2 separate regions of the Zea mays genome follow, and region 2 is linked to region 1. Evidence: chromatin contacts called from public Hi-C data. All regions are on one chromosome and are shown on one strand. Each heading gives the region's core, a stretch centred on a gene start, on an enhancer-like site or on the middle of the called end of the contact. The rest is flanking DNA. Distances are from core to core; before and after follow the strand shown. Region 1 holds the start of LOC100193955. Region 2 holds the start of LOC606419 (adenosine 5'-phosphosulfate reductase-like 1).

Region 1 (3,714 bases), core at 872-3,371:
ATGACAGTACATTTTGATAGGGAAAAACAGAAAATAGCATGGTGAAATACAGGCAATAGAAGCAAAAGAGATGATTGTGTCAAACTTGCAGAGTATCATTTTGTAGATAGTTTTTTTTAAAAAAACATGATCACTATTTTCTGTTTTTCTATTACACCTCAAGAAAGTGGTTTCAGATTTATTATCCCATCCAATATTAAGCAAGACTCACATCGTTATCATCAAAATTTCTAGAACATAATGAAATATCAATGTAACTTCAAAGAGTTCAACCAACTCTGATGATGACCTAGAGATGGCAGTTTGATGAGTATAATCAGGATACTAGCATAAATCTCATTTGCTATCAACATGCTCATTCCAGCACCAGCTGTTTCTGAGTAGCTCAAAGACAAGAGAGTCCAGAATTGCTATCCATAATACCAACTAAATGTTCACTCTTCGTTAAATGTGTCGATATCTACATCATAATATCACCAGTAATATATAGGGTATTAACTCAAATGTCTATGGGCAACCAGCCAAACATTCAAGAAATGAAAGTTCACCAGTGAAGTGACTTGCAGATCAAATTAATAATTCAACGTTCATCTACAAAAATATAACACACTAGTATCATTGTACCGGTCAGGCATCCATGGTATCAAAGATAAAGAAGAAAATAAGGCTTTCTTGTGAAACCCAGTAAGCCTAATTTGATGTGACACTTTTGTACTCGTTCAAAATACCACATCAAAATGCCCAGTCTATAATTGGTCAACCAAAAGGTAAAAAACAACATAAGTTTCATGAAGAACAATTGCCAGATATGTTGCTACAGTACTAAAAAATGGAGACTCTAGGGCAGATGTTACCCTTTATAATAAAATCCTGAATCTAAAAATTGTATCTAATATAAGCAACAACACATGCATCTCACTTGCATGTAACATCATACACTTGAAACCACCCACTTAGAGCTTTCGTTTCACCGTTAATCTATGTGGATTGAGTGGTATTGAGTCGGTTTAAATCCATAGCCAGTCAAAATCTAACCCAATATATTCCAATACACTCCAATCCACATGGATCCATGTGGATTGGAGTGTATTGGGTAGGATCGACCCAATCTCACTCAATTCACATGGATTGAGAGTGAACCGAAGCCCTATATCATGGATCAACACGGCCTAGGAGACTAAACAACTACAAGGGTGCATCCGCTAGGTAGCCAACAGCCAGAAAAACACTTCAACAAGCTCACACAATCTAGCGATCGATCAAAATAAATAGCAGAAGTGTGTAGCTCTGTATGACAGAACCACCAGTCTAGTGCTGCAAAAGATTTTGCATACATGTACACACCACGGTAATCACCCTCAAGCATTCATTCATGGTAAGCAATACGACCCTACAAGCCACAATAAGCACCCTCAAACATTTCGTTCATGCTATGCTGTACTACTCCGAACCTGCAAGTCCCCTCATCACCACGGTACATCATGCAAACAAGAGATAAGGTGAAGGCAGAGTCGCCTGACACAGAAACGTTGTTGGATCGCGCGTCGCGGCCAGGAAGCAATCAACGGGAAACCGCACGGGCGAAGCCTGACACGGGCTAACACCACGAAGCCCTCCCCGCCACTGAGAGCCGCAAGCAGTTCAACAAAGAAAATAGGAGTGGGTGGAGCGGGGACCTGGTGACGGTACACGCCGGGGACATCGAGCGCCTCGACGTCGAAGGAGTCGGCGCGCGGGCCCGTGCGCACGAGAAGCTGGCGCAGCATCTCATCGTTCTCGTAACCTTCGTCTTCGTCGGAGCACCCGCCGCCCCGTGAGCCCGAGGCGGTGGCGGAGGTGTCCACGCTGCCGTCGTCGGAGCTCTCGATCTCCACGTCCTCATTGGCGCCCCCCGGGACCACCCACCGCATCTCCGCCGACTCCGTCTTCTGCAGACTCCGGCGGACAACGCCACCGCTCTCCGCCTTCATCCGAATCGAGGCGTGGAGGGGAGGAGGCGCGCGCCTGCCGATGTTCTAGTGCTACGGCCGGTGCCGCGGAGAGGTGTGGCGGGGTGGAATAGGCAAAAAGGGAATGGGAAGAAAGGAGAGTTGGGACTGCAGAGGAGAAACGGAACTGAAACTGTGGGAGTTGGGATACAGCTCCGCTCAAGTTGTTTTTATATACTTCCTTTGCTTAAATTAAAAACTGTTTTAGAAAAAATAATAAATTCATATAATACTTGATATACGTATTATATATATACCTAGATTTATTATCATCTATCTAAAGATATATATAAAAATTAAGAGCTAAAACATACTACCTCCGTTGTCAAATATTTGTCGTCTGCTAGTTTAGGGTTTGACCTAAACCGTGACAAATAAAAAAGAATAAGAGAGTACTATCTTAGAGTATAAAATAGTAATTTAATTTCACTATTAGTGTGATTAGTTCACGGCAACGGGCACGCCTCACTCGCGCGGGCATGTCCCGATCAAAACGAGAGTGCGCCACTTCCCTTCGCATGAAGATGAAAGAGCCCAAAATAATCTTGTTTGCACTCGCGCGTGTAGAGCCTGGACGGCGCCGTGCAGCCAACCAAACGTGCTCGCAGGCGCAGTCAATGCACGCGAGTAGCCTGCGCGCGAGCAGTGGGCGAACCAATCACGCCCTATGTGTACAACGAAGGTAGCACGTGTATATGAAAGGATCATCGTGTTTAAAAAGATGGTATATTATTTTTCTAAAAAATCCTATGTAAATTAAGTTTTAACTGTAAGTCCGACTTTATTTGAGTGTCTAATGTGTAAATAGAAATTTTGTACCATAATTTTCAACATTATACTATCGTTGTAGTTCTAGAAATATAAATTCTTACAAAAAAATGCCCAAAGATAAATGTGTATGCTAAATTAAGGGATAGAAAACTCCTCGATGTTTTATAAGTTTTCGGAGAATCGGCACTTTCCACTAATTCTCGTTGGAGTAACCACACAACAGTGGCACTCCCTCTGTACATGTAAAGACCAAGTGCTTTATACAAGTTGGGTGCCGTTTGGTTCACGAAATGTAACGTAAATGGTAATGGTAATGATTCACACTCAAATATTGGCGGTAACAAATTTGAATAAGGTAGTATCCATTTATAGTGTGATATCAATTACGGCTGGACTTAAACAAACATGATTTAACGTTATCGGTTACTCATTACATTACCAATATGTGAACCAAACGGCACATTGGTTCTTTGTCACTCCAACACAACAACCGCTCACAACCATATATAAAATATCGGTCCGGTTACTTACAAATTCTTCAGATGGTCACAACACCCCAATCGTCACCGAATCATCTAGGTAATATTGGTTACCAATAGTAACAAGCACTAGATCCTCATTTAACCATGATGAGCCTAATATGGGTGGTAGATTCACACAAGTCACTCTCCATCCACTCAGACAGCGATGGGGCAGGTGCGGCTCTAGCCCCTCCTACCACTCCCAAGTAGAGATGGCAATGGGAACCCGATCCCCGATTTCCCACGAGGAATTCCTCCATTGGGGGATGGGATGGGGAAGAAACTTTCCCCGCGGGGATATAAACGGGGAAATTCATCCTCCAACGGGTAAACGGGGATGTGGACGGGGAAGCATTCTCTATCCCCATTCTCCACGGGACCCGTTAAACTTGTATGTGATGATGTTTTCGTGTACTAGTTAATGATAAATATAT
Region 2 (3,659 bases), core at 1,118-3,617, 160 kb after region 1:
GCCTGGGCGTCCTTGTCGATGTTGCCCTTGTGGAGGCCGCACTCCTTGGCCTTGGCGTCCTCCCACCACCACCGGCCTTCACGCTCGTGCTGCCCCGGCAGGACGGGCCTGGTGCACGGCTCGCACCCGATGGACACGTAGCCCTGTGAGAATGAGAGACTGTCGTCAATCGCTTGCACATTTGGATAACTGAACAAAGCTGTGCAAAAAAAAAAACTAGTAGGCGAAGAATTGAAGTTACCTGAGCATGCAGGGTGTTGACAGGTACGTCCATGGTCCGCAGGAAAGTCCAGATGTCCTTGCCGTCGACGTTGGCCACGGGGTTCCACTTGACCAAGCTACCAGCCCCGCCATCCAGGCCTTCGAAGGAAGGATCAACCTGGACAAGGGGGATGCTGGCCCTGGTGCCGGGGGACTGGTCCTTCCTCTGGCCGGTGATCCACGCCCTGAGCCCCTTGAGCGCCCTGCGCAGGGGCCGCACCTTGCGCACCCGGCAGCACTCCTGGTGGCCGTCCTCGTAGAAGGAGAAGAGGCCCTTGGTGCGCACCAGCTCCTGCACCTCGCTCGCGTCCGGGAACATGTACTCGATGCGGATGCCGTAGTGCTTCTCCACCTTGTCGAATAGCTGGTACGTCTCCGGGTTCAGACGCCCCGTGTCCAGGCTGAACACCCGGAACGGACGCCCCGTCAGCTTGGCGTACTCGATCAGCGCCACGTCCTCCGCGCCGCTGAACCACACCACACGACACGAGAGGGATCGGTGTCGTCAGTTAAGCTAGGTTTGCCCGTATTCCGAGGATCAAACTTTATTAAGCTTGAATAAATTTATAAAAATTACTATAATATCTATATCTCTAAATAATTTAACTATAAAATAAAACTACATATAACAATCTATTAATGATACTATCACAATTATTAATTTATATTTGTATTTGATTAAAATTTAAAATATTTAACTTCTCGTACAGTTATTACGTAACAAAGTGGATGATACCACCACGATGAGTTCCGCCTGCCTACTTTACTTTGTCGTCTACCCTTGGAGCTGCCCTAGAACAGCCCAACACAGCTCCACTATCGGTTTAGGAATTAGGACGCCGTGACTTTTCTGGTTTCGTCCGATATTCAAACAAGGTTGTTCGGTTGCGCGTGGGTGGTGGGCCATGATTCTAGCTCTGGTGTCTGGTCGACAACACAACCTTGAACACCAGGGTAAATGGTAACGGTAACGGTTTGCATTCGATTACCAGTGGTAACAAGTTTGAATAGGCTGATATCAATTTCTAGTGTGGTATCGGATTACGATTGTACTTAAACAAACATGATTTAACGTTATTTGTTACCGATTACATTACAAATATATGAACCAAATATCACCCAAGTTCAATGAACCTAGACACCTCAAGCTTGGCTCACTGGTCCAAGTACATAAGCATGTGCAGCAAAGTGGGCTTCGCTAAACCTGATTGGATTTCAGCACCTCAGGACCATAAACAACTGACTACTAGTAGTAGTCTCTTGCTGTTTCAGAGGCAGACAGGTGGGACACACAGTTCAGTGGCCAGCGAAATACGCGAGTCCACTTGGAATGTGTACGGCCACACGTTCGGAAGATACCACGACGCCGCGAGCATACCGGATGCAGGTCGCCGCGCCTAAACCCATTCCACGAGGACCAACGGCAACGGAGGCTAACGGGCACGCGGTAACGAGTACCCGAACCGAACCCGTCACGGTTCAGGAGTGGCACGAGAGAGGACGTCACGCACCTGAAGGCGATGGCGATTTCGGAGCCGAACATGGCCAGCGCCCGATCCATGATCTCCAGCGGCGACGCGCCCTCCAGCTCACGCGCCAGGGCCTCGTAGTCCACGGCCGCAAGGGCCGCCGCCTCGTCGGCCACGGGCGCGGCCGGCGCCGCCGCGGCCGCGGAAGCCGCCACCGGCTGCCTCGCAGGCTCCGCCGCGCGCAGCGATCGCACCGCCCGAGCGCGCTGGCCACGCGCTGCCGCCGCCGACGGGGCCACGCTCGCCTGCTGCTGCCTCAGCCCGCCAATCCTCGCAGCTGCGCGAACAGAAGGGAGAGAGATGAGAAGAGTTAGGCCGGTATGCGCTTCGAATTCCGGTGAATTTTGTTGCGGAGCAGCGCATTTCACTAGCTGAAACGTCGGATCCGAGCAAAAATTATACAAAGGAAAGAGCATCCAGAACAAAGAAAACATGTCACCTTTGACGTCGCGGAGGGCGGCGGGGTGCGACGAGATGGAGGTGGTAGCGGAAGCCATGGATGCTCTCTTGGGGCTTTCGAATTGAATTCGCAGCGGTTTAAATTCTCTGGAGCAAGAAAATGTGTTTCGACACCTGCGTTTTTTCTGTGGCGTGGGGTGGAAGCGGGCGGGTGGTTTACATATAGGTCGGGCGGGAGGCCAGGTTCATCGCACCCGGACGGGTTTCCGGCAGCGGCAGCGGGCAGCCTCATGGGACACGTGGCGGTTTCCAATTGGTAGAGCGCACGGGAGGCTTCCTGGCCGATCGAAGCAGTGGCGTCATAGAAGAGGCCCGGCTGTGCCGAGTGGACGCCTGTCGTGGCGATGAATTGGCTAGTTGTGTGGCTACCTCACGCTCGTTTGCCCCCTTGCGAAGATCCATCCATCCGCAGCCGTAGAGGAGGACATGGGGTACTTTGGATCAGACCGAACTGCCAAAGTCAAAGAGGGGCAACGCTCTTAGCGCCACGTATCTGACACAACTGGTGATTAAAGCCGGCTGCTTGAACTGCTATATCTGAAATTTACAGAGACAAAAATATTGTAGAATCAGTAAAAAACCTGATATAGATTAAAACAAAGAGAATAAACTGATGGTGGACTGCTTGGGCCAGGCAAAATTTCTACGCTATCATCAAAATACGTATTTGGGGTCTATTAGACTCAAAACCAGTATCGGTGGCCTATCAATTGTAAGTGCTCTTGGACAACCAATACGGCAAGGGTACATTAAAGATTATATAAATGTCTAATGTCAATGAACTGTTTATAGATTATTATAATGTAGAAATCTATATTATATAATCCATCTAATAATCTTTGTAGTTTGTTTGTCTCTTAACTTATTTAAACGATTATATAATTTAGAGGGTAAACAAAAAGTACCTAAGCTAATTTGTTTTTTTTTTTTGAAAGGGAGGGGCAAAAGGATTGCCGCTCCGATCTATATTAGAAGGGAAAGATAAATACAAACACCAAGGATCTTAAGGGAAAGGAGGCGAAAAACAACAAAAAAGAACAGAAGGCAAATAGAAAAGAAAAACAGCCGAAGCCAAAAGAAAAACCACTGGGCCAAAAACAGCCAACTAACTAGCCTTCAGTTACTACCATAATCCTTGACCGCTAGAGCAACTTGATCAGCGCTTCGATGCTGCCTTTGAAAAATTCTGTTATTTCTTTCCAGCCAAAGGTTTCACCAAAAATGAATTAGAAGACCGTCAAAACCTCTTCTGGTCTGTCTGGTGCAAAGGCTGCGCAGGTCCATCCACTAATCATATAAAGAAATGTCATTGGGAGACCCCGTCAGTAAAGGAACGTTGGCCCCAGTCCAAACTTTGTTCCACACCTCTCTACTAAAGGGGCAATCCTTGCATAAGTGGAGGATTGTTTC

What was found. A called contact is a pair of places that touch in the nucleus more often than the background predicts.
Region 2: a contact with region 1 is called in a Hi-C map of tassel, with 2.1 times the contacts expected there. The contact joins the promoter of LOC606419 here to the promoter of LOC100193955 in region 1. A contact is called at or near these places in 4 of 25 Hi-C or Micro-C datasets (ear, leaf and tassel).

What each region holds. Positions count from the first base shown.
Region 1 is chr7:161,189,129-161,192,842 of Zm-B73-REFERENCE-NAM-5.0, forward strand. It overlaps LOC100193955, which reads right to left and starts at 2,122. Exons shown (of 10, transcript NM_001359359.1): 1 at 1,677-2,122. The coding sequence starts at 1,970.
Region 2 is chr7:161,353,266-161,356,924 of Zm-B73-REFERENCE-NAM-5.0, forward strand. LOC606419 (adenosine 5'-phosphosulfate reductase-like 1) reads right to left here and starts at 2,368. Exons shown (of 4, transcript NM_001112294.2): 1 at 2,230-2,368; 2 at 1,773-2,067; 3 at 242-728; 4 at 1-143. The coding sequence starts at 2,287.